2 separate regions of the Mus musculus genome follow, and region 2 is linked to region 1. The links are chromatin contacts, called in public promoter capture Hi-C maps. All regions are on one chromosome and are shown on one strand. The core of a region is the stretch at or near the end of the contact, and the rest is flanking DNA. Distances in the headings are between cores, read along the strand shown. Region 1 holds the start of Star (steroidogenic acute regulatory protein). Region 2 holds the start of Pomk (protein-O-mannose kinase).

Region 1 (4,782 bases), core at 1,657-4,156:
TCCGGCATCTCCCCAAAATGTGTGGCCATGCCTGCCAGCACACAGGTGGAACCTCTGCGCTTGGTACAGCGCACGCTCACGAAGTCTCGAGGCCCCACCAGGTTGCCTGCTGCCGCCGCAGCCAGCTCATGAGTGATGACCGTGTCTTTTCCAATCCTCTGCAGGACCTAGCACAAGGGAGTTGGAGCCTGGACTCAGCCACTGATAGGCTAAGCACCTGCTGTTCAGGACTGCATTCGCTTGGTTCCCTGCCGCCCACACTTGGGCTTTCCTCACCTTGATCTCCTTGACATTTGGGTTCCACTCTCCCATGGCCTCCATGCGGTCCACAAGTTCTTCATAGAGTCTGTCCATGGGCTGGTCTACCACCACCTCCAAGCGAAACACCTTGCCCACATCTGGCACCATCTTACTTAGCACTTCGTCCCCGTTCTCCTGTTAGGGACAAAAGAGAGCCATGGGGTTACGGTTAGAGAACATTATTCCTAGCCTAGGTTTCAGACAATACTCAGAACAGAGACAGTAGGCCTACGATGAGCAATAGGTACCTGGATCTCTACCTGGTGAAGACCCAGTGGGTAGACACTGCGGCCAAAAGCCTTGTATGTCCACTCAAAGCTGGAAGAGGTACCACGCCTATTGTTTTAGTGATGAATGTTGGTAGTATGGGTAGGTCCAACTGAAATGACCTGAAGGACGGACTGGTCTACAGCAGCTAACTAGATAAAGAGAAGGCTGGGCTTTTTGATTAGTTGACTCACTTTGGAAGAACCTGGGGCCTGAAGGTTTCAGTGATCTGCCCAAGACGCTCAGCACAGATACACTGCTAAGCCTGGATCCCGGATCAGTGGATCAGTGGATCAGATCCTATTAGTGTCTTATCTCCGTTACTGTAGGAGCTGGAGCAACGAGATGTTTCATCTGAACTTGGGGTAATGGACAGTGTGTAAACTGTTGTTGAAGATAAGGCCACCAGAGTAGATCTAATAATAGAGCTACTGGTTTTAACGTAGGTTTTGCTTCTGTGTGTCAGGATGAGATCAGATTTTTTACTGGATGAGTTTACAGCATTCAGAGAGTAGTTAAAAAACAGGAATAATGTTTCTCAGTTAGTCTTCAGGAGGAAAGGTTATCTGAGAACACATTCATTGGTTTGCTTGTTTTGAGGAAGGGTATTACTATGCGGGCCTGGCTAGCCTGGAACTTGCTACATAAACCAGGCTAGCCGTATACTCCCAGACGTCCACATGCCTCAGTCTCCTGAGTGCTGAGATGAAAAAGGTATGCACCCTCACCCCACCTGATGATATATTCTTAGGAGAGTTCTCAGACCAAAACTTTTTGACTGTTTATCAATTGTGAATGCAGTGGGAATCCCGGCAGGCTTTGAGCATGGTAGTGGGACCATCAGTAACTGCAGGCTTCTCACAGCTGCCTTTACTTACCTGCTGGCTTTCCTTCTTCCAGCCTTCCTGGTTGTTGAGTATGCCCAAGGCCTTCTGCATAGCCACCTCTCCCTGCTGGATGTAGGACAGCTCCTGGTCACTATAGAGTGTTGCTTCCAGTTGAGAACCTGCATACATAGCCAAGGAAAAAGAAAACGTGGGTACAATGGTCCTAGCCAATCCACAGCTCTCATCCCTCTGCCCTCTGAATGTGTTCAGCCTTCAGAAGAGACACGATCATAGCCATAGGGCTCTGCTTGCAGGTCAAGGTAGACACAGGAGTTAGGTAACTACAGGTAGGGGACAGGCCTCATGCACCCTAAGACCCATCACTGGCAGAAGCTCAGAAAGCCCCAATATTTATTTACCAAGCAGAGAGCTCCGACGTCGAACTTGACCCATCCACCCGGGACTGGAATCCCCCAGTGCTCTCCAGTTGAGCTCTTGGCCAATGGCCAGCACAGCTTGGTGCCTTAATCCTGCAGGGAGGGAAAGAAACATTTGTCAAGTAGCTAGGCAATCTCTGGGAGAGGGACAGTTCTGTCCACTCATCACAGATGAGCAAACCGGCCCAGGGACACAGATCCCAGCAGGGACTCAAACTCCAGCCACATCTCTAACTCTCAAGTTCAGTGTTAAACTTTCTCTCGAACTTCCAGGGCCCAGATCTCTTTTCCATCATGGAAAATAGGGGTGGGCTGGTCAGACCTGGCCCTACCTGGCCACAGAAGTTTCCCTGGGCCGCTTGGGTAGCCCCTGGATATTGAGTAGGATGTACTCCGTCTCCTGAGGGTTGCCCTACCAAGGGACAACCAGCTACCCAGGGACAAGAGTCACCCCCACCATCCTTTGCCTTGTACTTCTGCTGCTCAACTCTCCTGTCTTCTGCTCTTCTTCCCAGACAGTGTCTCGGACTTGCCAGGCACTGCTTAGAGTAAGGACTAGCTTCTGTATTTCTCTACCACTATGGCAAAGACTTGCCTGGGACCCTTGGTACAGACTTAATCCACTCGTGAAGGGAGGCAACATCAGTACTAGCTCCAGAACAACTAGGGCCTTAGAGTAGAAACTAGAAATTACAGAATTTGGATGAGAGGTGGCACCTTAGTAGCCAGGCCAATTTTTTAGGTGAAAACCTGAGGTCCAGAGAAGAAGGGCTTTACCCAGGCTCCCCCAGTTAAGAGGCATAGCTGGGATCGAAGCTGAGGTGGCCTATTCCCCTGCCCAAGAGCTTTCCCACAAAACTATGTTGCCTACAGGCTTTTGGCAAGCTCTCATCCCTCCTCCCCAACCCAGACTCACCTTTCATATTCCGCATATGTCTATAGGAGCTTCCAGCACACAGCTTGAACGTAGCGAGGAACATGCTGAGTGCTGAGGTGCTCAAGGGTTGTTCTTCCTGAGCCTTTCAAGGTCCTGAGTCCTGCAGCTGTGGCGCAGATCAAGTGCGCTGCCTTAAATGCTTCCCGTGGAAGGCTGTGCATCATCACTTGAGATAAAAAAGTCATCAGTCATTGTGCAGAGGGTCAAGGATGGAATGATTGCCTCATCCTGCAGTGCTGGCCAAGGTGGGAGGGAGCAGACTGTGTAAAGGGAGGACCAGACTCTGCAGGTAGGGGAAAGCAGGGGTCACGGAGATGGGGCAGAGGATATGTATATATAGCTTCTCTAAAGTTGTAAATGTAGACTTCAAGCCCTGTCCTCCGCTTAAATGCCCAGTAACTGAGGTGCATCAAAAAGTATATAGAAGCTCTGGCCAAGAGAGGGAGCCAGGGTAAAAGAGTCAAAGAGTGAGTTCTTGCAACAAGACCAGAGGTAGGCATGGTGGCACATACTCTCCCTGGCAGAGGCAAGTAGATCTCTGGTGAGTTCAAGCCCAGCCTGGTCTATATAGTAAGGTTTAGGACAACAAGGGCTACACAGAATGACCCTGTCTCAAAAGAACAAACAAACAGACAAACAAACAAACAAAACCTGCAAGACCGTCCATCAGGTCTGGAGGGTATCAATGGCTGGCTCAAAGACAAACAGGATGCCAGTGTCAGGGCTAGGGCAATATAGGACAATAGCTCAAGTCCTCTAGCTGGCCTTGGTTCCTTCTATGTGGGGCCTCCTGAGCACCCCATGTGTTCAGTTTTCATTTATTTGCTCACCCATTGATACCAACTCCACTCTAACTTCTCATTCTGGGAACTCTCTGGAAATGAGATGACCCACCCAGTAAGCTCTCAAGGCAGAGAGTAACTTAGGCCTGGGTTCCACCCTGCAAGCTCACCCTTTCCTCATGCAGCTAAGGCTGGCCTGCCCTGCTACAGGTCCTGACCTGTGCACAAAGGTGAGAAACACAAATCATTTGGACATTGACTGTTGTCAGTCCCTGCAGGTATGTGATCCCTGTGGTACTGGGCAGATCCAGGGAACCTTAGAATTAATTGCCTCAGTTGCTCCCAGACACACCAGGCAGGGAAAAGCTCTACCACCCAGCCCTGCCCTGCCAAGATCTCTTCTTTCCAAGTACCTTTGAGGCTACTTTTAAACCAAATTCATATGTCATGAATGTCATCAGTAAAGTCTCATTAGATTTGCTCTGCACCAGACCCTGCCGCCAGCAGGATACTTTTGAACCTTGTCATTACTGTCCCAAGGCAGGACAAGACTCCTTCAAGGCAACTGGATAAATGGTTATATATGGATACAGCCTACATTTCTGTCCTGTTGAGTTTGTATGAGAGGCCTTGTGGGAGCTACTGTCATGAGGCATCTAAGGCTCCAAGGTCTAATCCCAAAGGCCTACTCTTGTGCCAGGGCTCACTTTGTCCATTACAGGTTTCTAGTAGCTTGTCCCCCTAGTGCACACCCTCCCAATCAGTGTCCACTGGAGAGGCGTAACCTAGTTCTTGCCTCTTTTGTGGGATTAAGACAAACGTGTTGGGCTGGAGAGATGACTCAGCAGTTAAGTCCACTGACTGCTCTTTCAGAGGTCCTGAGTGCAATTCCCAGCAACCAGATGGTAGCTTACATCCATCTGTAATGGGATCTGATGCCCTCTTCTGCTGTGTCTGAAGTACGGTGTACTCATAAAATAAATAATTCTTTAAAAAAAAAGTCTAACCTGGTCTGTCCTTGAACTTGCTAGGTATCTCAGACAAGCCATGAAATTCTGATTTTCCTGCCTATAGACATGGTCTGCCATATCTTTTTCTTTGGGATTAATTCCCACAGGTACTGACTACTTCCCTCTCAAACTTGTTGGCTCCAGCACTCAGTTCCTATGAGGACAGTGTTCTTGTTCCTCTGTTGGGGCCTTACTTAGGGAAGCAGCAAGGGACACGGGCAC
Region 2 (4,311 bases), core at 363-2,862, 190 kb before region 1:
CCCGCAGAGGACCACGTGGACCTATGCGGGATGCTTAGCATCAAAAGCACTACATCCATGTGCCATGAATAGCTCTTCATGTCAGGATGCATCATCACAGCATCACCTAATGTCACGTTTATTTGGTGTGTGTGTGTCCATGCGTGTGCATTTGGAGATCTAAGGATGACATGGTGAGAATCCTTCTCCCCTCCCCTAGGAGGGGTCCTAGGAAACTGAACTTAGATGGTCAGGCTTGGTGGCAAGCACGCTGACCTGCTGGCCATCTCTGTGGCCCCCTGCAGCATCATCACTTATTATAGCAAACTCTATATAACACACCTCCTGATTTTAGTCCTTTTGTAACAGGTTGCTTTGGAATTTATTTTATGTGGCTGGGTGTTCTGCGTGCTTATATGTCTGAGCACCACGTGTGTGCAGTGCCCTCAGAGGGCAGAAGCGGAGGAGGTCTAATCCTCTAGAACTCAGTTACAGGTGGTTGTGAGCTGCCAAGTGGATGCCAGGAACCCAGGTTCTCTGGAAGAGCAACCAATGCTCTTACCTACTGAGGGGGTCTCTCCAGCCCGTATCTGAGTCATTTTTAAGTGTTTATTTCAGTGGCATCCAATATATTCACATTATTTTACAACCATTACCTCCATCATCACCAGAAGTTTTAAAGCTTCACAAACTGAAACTATTCATTAAACAGTGTTCTTAATGGTGTTTTTTATATAATGCCTATAATTTATTTCTGAAATACTTGCTGTTATACATCCAGGTATATTTTCTACTATAAATAGCCCTGGTGCTGGAGAGATGGCCCCACAGAACCTGAGTTTAGTTCATATAGCATTGGTATCTGGGGGACCACAATTACCAGCAAGTCTATCTATCACTCCTGGCCTTTGAGTTCTCTGGCACACCACACACAAACGCATTTGTCAGTCTGAGAAGCAAAAGTTGCTTACAGGGATTCTTTGAAGGGAGTTTTGTCGGTTCCTCTAGTGCTTCCTAGATCAAGATTCTGGGTTCTTTAGCATGCTTAGAGTTTGGATAATAAACATAGATGGTTTTTGTTTTTACCCACACACTGTATGTTTTGATTTCAAATCTGGAAAATAAATCAGTTTAGAAGTAGATGATATGTCTGATTTTCCATTTCCCAACCTTACCCCTCCCATTTCACTTCCAGTACTAATACTAGTGTAGCACGCTGAGACCTTCCAGCCTTCGCATGACTTGAGGTTTGGCCCTGAAATCTGTGACGCGCAGCTTGGCGTCTCAGGCCAAAGCTCCAAAGTCACATAGTTTTCAAAGCCAGAGGCATTATCAGTGCACTGAGCCTCACTCTGCGATTTGCTCGTGTTGCTTTTCTGAGGATCACTCTTTGGCAGCCACCGCTTTGCAGAGAGTGTAGAGCTGTAGATCAGGAAGCAGCCCCTCTGAGGTCCCCAGTCCCAGGCTCAACCTTGCTGTTGCAGCCTGGCCTTCACCAGTTTGGCTAGAGGAAATGAGGACCAGGGTATGGATGACCGCGCCTACGCTGGCGCGGGCGTCCACTGTAAGGCAAGAGGCGGCCACCAGGAGGCAGCCTCACGCTCGTCTCCGACCGCTTCCGGCCGCGCAGGCGTCCTGGAATGCGAGCCGGATTTGGTGGTCGCCAGGTAGGCTCCGGGGCGTAGTGAAGCGGGACAGGGTTCTGTGGGGCCTTTCCAAGCCTGACCCTCCTGAGCCCCCGGACCCAATCCCAAAGTGGATCCTCTCATGGGGATCATGAAAACTAAACCGGGTACTGGTGCTGGCTCCTCCCGTGCTTACCGCGCACCCCTCCTCCGGGTGCACCATGCATTCCCTTTGGATGCTCACCACGCAACCCCTCTCCCGGTATCCATGGTATCCCAGTACCATGCACCGGGAGCTGCTATTGAACCATGTGAGCGGAGGCTGTCCGCCATGCTCTCGCTTTCTCTCCCCCTCTTTGTTAAAAACCAGTTTTAGACCTTTAGTAAATTTGATGCCCCCCGCCCCCACCTTCGCCTGTCCAAACTAAATAACATCCAGACTGTTTAAATAGTTATCGGGAAATGAAATTTAGTCTGAATTGGGTGACACCAGCTCCTTCTCGAATTGTGTAAAATATTCTGCATATTGGCAATTCATTTAGTTGACTTATTTCCCTTGACTAACCTAAGCAGTCGACATACAGCAGCTGGTCCTTTTTCACCGTTATCAAATAGCCTTGGTGTTTAAACAGTGCCGGAAGTTCCCGCTCTGCCGACCACACATACTCACTTCTTTAAGCTCTGGGCTGCCTGGGCGGTCCACAAGAAACAGGTGTGTTAATCGATTGCCAAGCAAAGAGGGTTCCGCATAGATCTGATAGTATGGATTCTAAGGCTGGAGAGATGGCTAGTGGCTAACAGCACTCGTTGCAGAGGACCTGGGTTCAATTCCCTAATAGCTCCCCACTGTCCATAATTTCCGTTTCAGGGAATCCAGCACTGTATTCTGACCTCCCTCGGCACCAGGCACACATAGCACATATTGTACAGTGTGCATGCAAGCGAACACTCCTGTGTATAAAATAAGTAGATTGAAAAATATGAATTCTGGGTTCCTGCAGCATTTTGTCAGTGTTGCTGGCCTTTCTTGCTATGGTCAGCTTTTAAAGGGGAAGGATTTTCTTGGGCTCAGCCGTGGGATTCTTTGCTTATGGCCTGTGGTCATTATGCTCGTCGTGGCGGGAGAGAGCGGTGGAAGAGAAAATTGAAGAGGGGAAGACCATGATGGGAGAGGTCATCTTACTTCCTGGCATCCTGGAAGCACAGAGACACAGGCTGAGGGCCCAGTGTCTCCTTCTAGGTCACGTGTTACTGACAGAAGCTTCCTTGTAGCAGACTCTGCCTCCTCGAGGTTCTGCTGCTGTCTGGTAGTGCCAACAGCTGGAGACCAAGTCTTTAATGAATGGGCCTTTGGAGGATGCTCACCCAGACCATAGGGGACTGAACATGCATATATGGTACTGGAGTATGAGTAGTGGGTGAGAATTTTTTTTTTTTTTTTAAGATTGTAAGTACACTGTAGCTGTTTCAGACACACCAGAAGAGGGAGTCAGATCTCATTACAGATGGTTGTGAGCCACCATGTGGTTACTGGGATTTGAACTCAGGACCTTCGGAAGAGCAATCAGTGCTCTTAACCGCTGAGCCACCTCTCCAGCCCCCAATAAAGACAGTTTCTGTGTGCTGCCACAAATCCCTTGCAAAAACCCTGGAAAGGGGCTGACAATTTTACATTCAAAAGTGTGTGTGCCTATGTGCGTGTTTCACACGTGTGTCATGGTGTACATGTGGAGGTCAGAGTGCAACATGGGTGTGGCTCTTGGCCTCCTGCCTTGTTTGAGACGGTGTCACTTTGTGGTGTCCCGCCATGTGTCTGGCTAGCTGGTCCAGCAGCTTTTCGACTATCCGCCACCAGTGGGATTACAGTACATCTGGCTTCTTTGGGATTCTGGGGTCCTCACTACCCATTGAGCAATCTGCCCAGTCTGCCTTGTGTTGTTTTCTTGGGGAGCATCCTTTCCTTCCTAAAACGGTATGAGCTCTAGGCTGCATGAAGCTTGCATTCACCCAGTGGCCAGGTAAGATGAGGGGGAGGTTAGGTTGAGACTTGACACTGGGAAGATGTAACCATGGTGTTGGTGTGGCGACACCGGGTGCAAGAAGAAATGGGTGGATGAGAGGCGTTACAGGTCGGATCCCACAGAGAACTGAAGAAGAGACGCGGGGGGGGGGGGGGGCGTGAGGAGTTGGTACATTCAAGTCCCTGCTGTTCGAGGCACTGCAGACAGTGGGAAACCAAACAGAACAGGAGACAGACATCAAGGAGCACATAATCTAGAAGGGAAAGGCCTACACAGCTCCCAAAGGGTTTCTTTGAACACCTAGGAGTAGATGGGGGCTGGAGTGTGGCCCATAGCATGCATGCGTGCGTGTAGAGAGGTAAGCCAGCCAAGACTGGGTTCCAGGAGTTTATGTTCCCGTTGGTATTCTCCAGGGCACCGCATCGTAGAATATGCTAAGCACAACTATCTACATCCCTAGTCACTCAGGACTCATCCATGCATGTCTTAGTCAGGGTTTCTATTCCTGCACAAACATCATGACCAAGAAGCAGTTGGGGAGGAAAGGGTTTATTCAGCTTACATTTCCACATTGCTGTTCATCACTGAAAGAAGTTAGGACTGGAACTCAAGCAGGTCAGAGAGCAGGAGCTGATGCAGAGGCCATGGAGGGATGTTCTTTACTGGCTTGCTTCCCCTGGCTTGCT

What was found. Promoter capture Hi-C pulls out the DNA fragments that hold promoters and counts their contacts.
Region 2: a promoter capture Hi-C map of stem cell-derived epiblast-like cells shows a contact between it and region 1, with 2.4 times the contacts expected there. The contact joins the promoter of Pomk here to the promoter of Star in region 1. A contact is called at or near these places in 24 of 39 promoter capture datasets (3T3-L1-derived adipocytes, the C10 cell line, the HPC-7 cell line and 15 more), 3 of 15 datasets of contacts at CTCF or cohesin (embryonic stem cells and large pre-B cells), 32 of 484 Hi-C or Micro-C datasets (the AML12 cell line, the CH12 cell line, ECoMG myeloid progenitors and 19 more), 26 of 115 datasets of contacts at active chromatin or transcription factors (the SCID.adh cell line, SST interneurons, T-cell acute lymphoblastic leukemia and 17 more) and 5 of 9 other capture datasets (adipose tissue, embryonic stem cells, liver and 2 more).

What each region holds. Positions count from the first base shown.
Region 1 is chr8:25,806,598-25,811,379 of GRCm38.p6, reverse strand. It overlaps Star (steroidogenic acute regulatory protein), which reads right to left and starts at 2,906. Exons shown (of 7, transcript NM_011485.5): 1 at 2,748-2,906; 2 at 1,814-1,924; 3 at 1,446-1,573; 4 at 277-435; 5 at 1-167. The coding sequence starts at 2,811. RefSeq lists an enhancer at 2,932-2,966 and promoters at 2,873-2,975, 2,861-3,133, 2,873-3,873, 2,844-4,400.
Region 2 is chr8:25,991,422-25,995,732 of GRCm38.p6, reverse strand. Pomk (protein-O-mannose kinase) reads left to right here and starts at 1,612. Exons shown (of 5, transcript NM_029037.4): 1 at 1,612-1,646. Gm31402 (a long non-coding RNA gene) reads right to left here and starts at 2,439. Exons shown (of 2, transcript XR_378826.3): 1 at 2,170-2,439.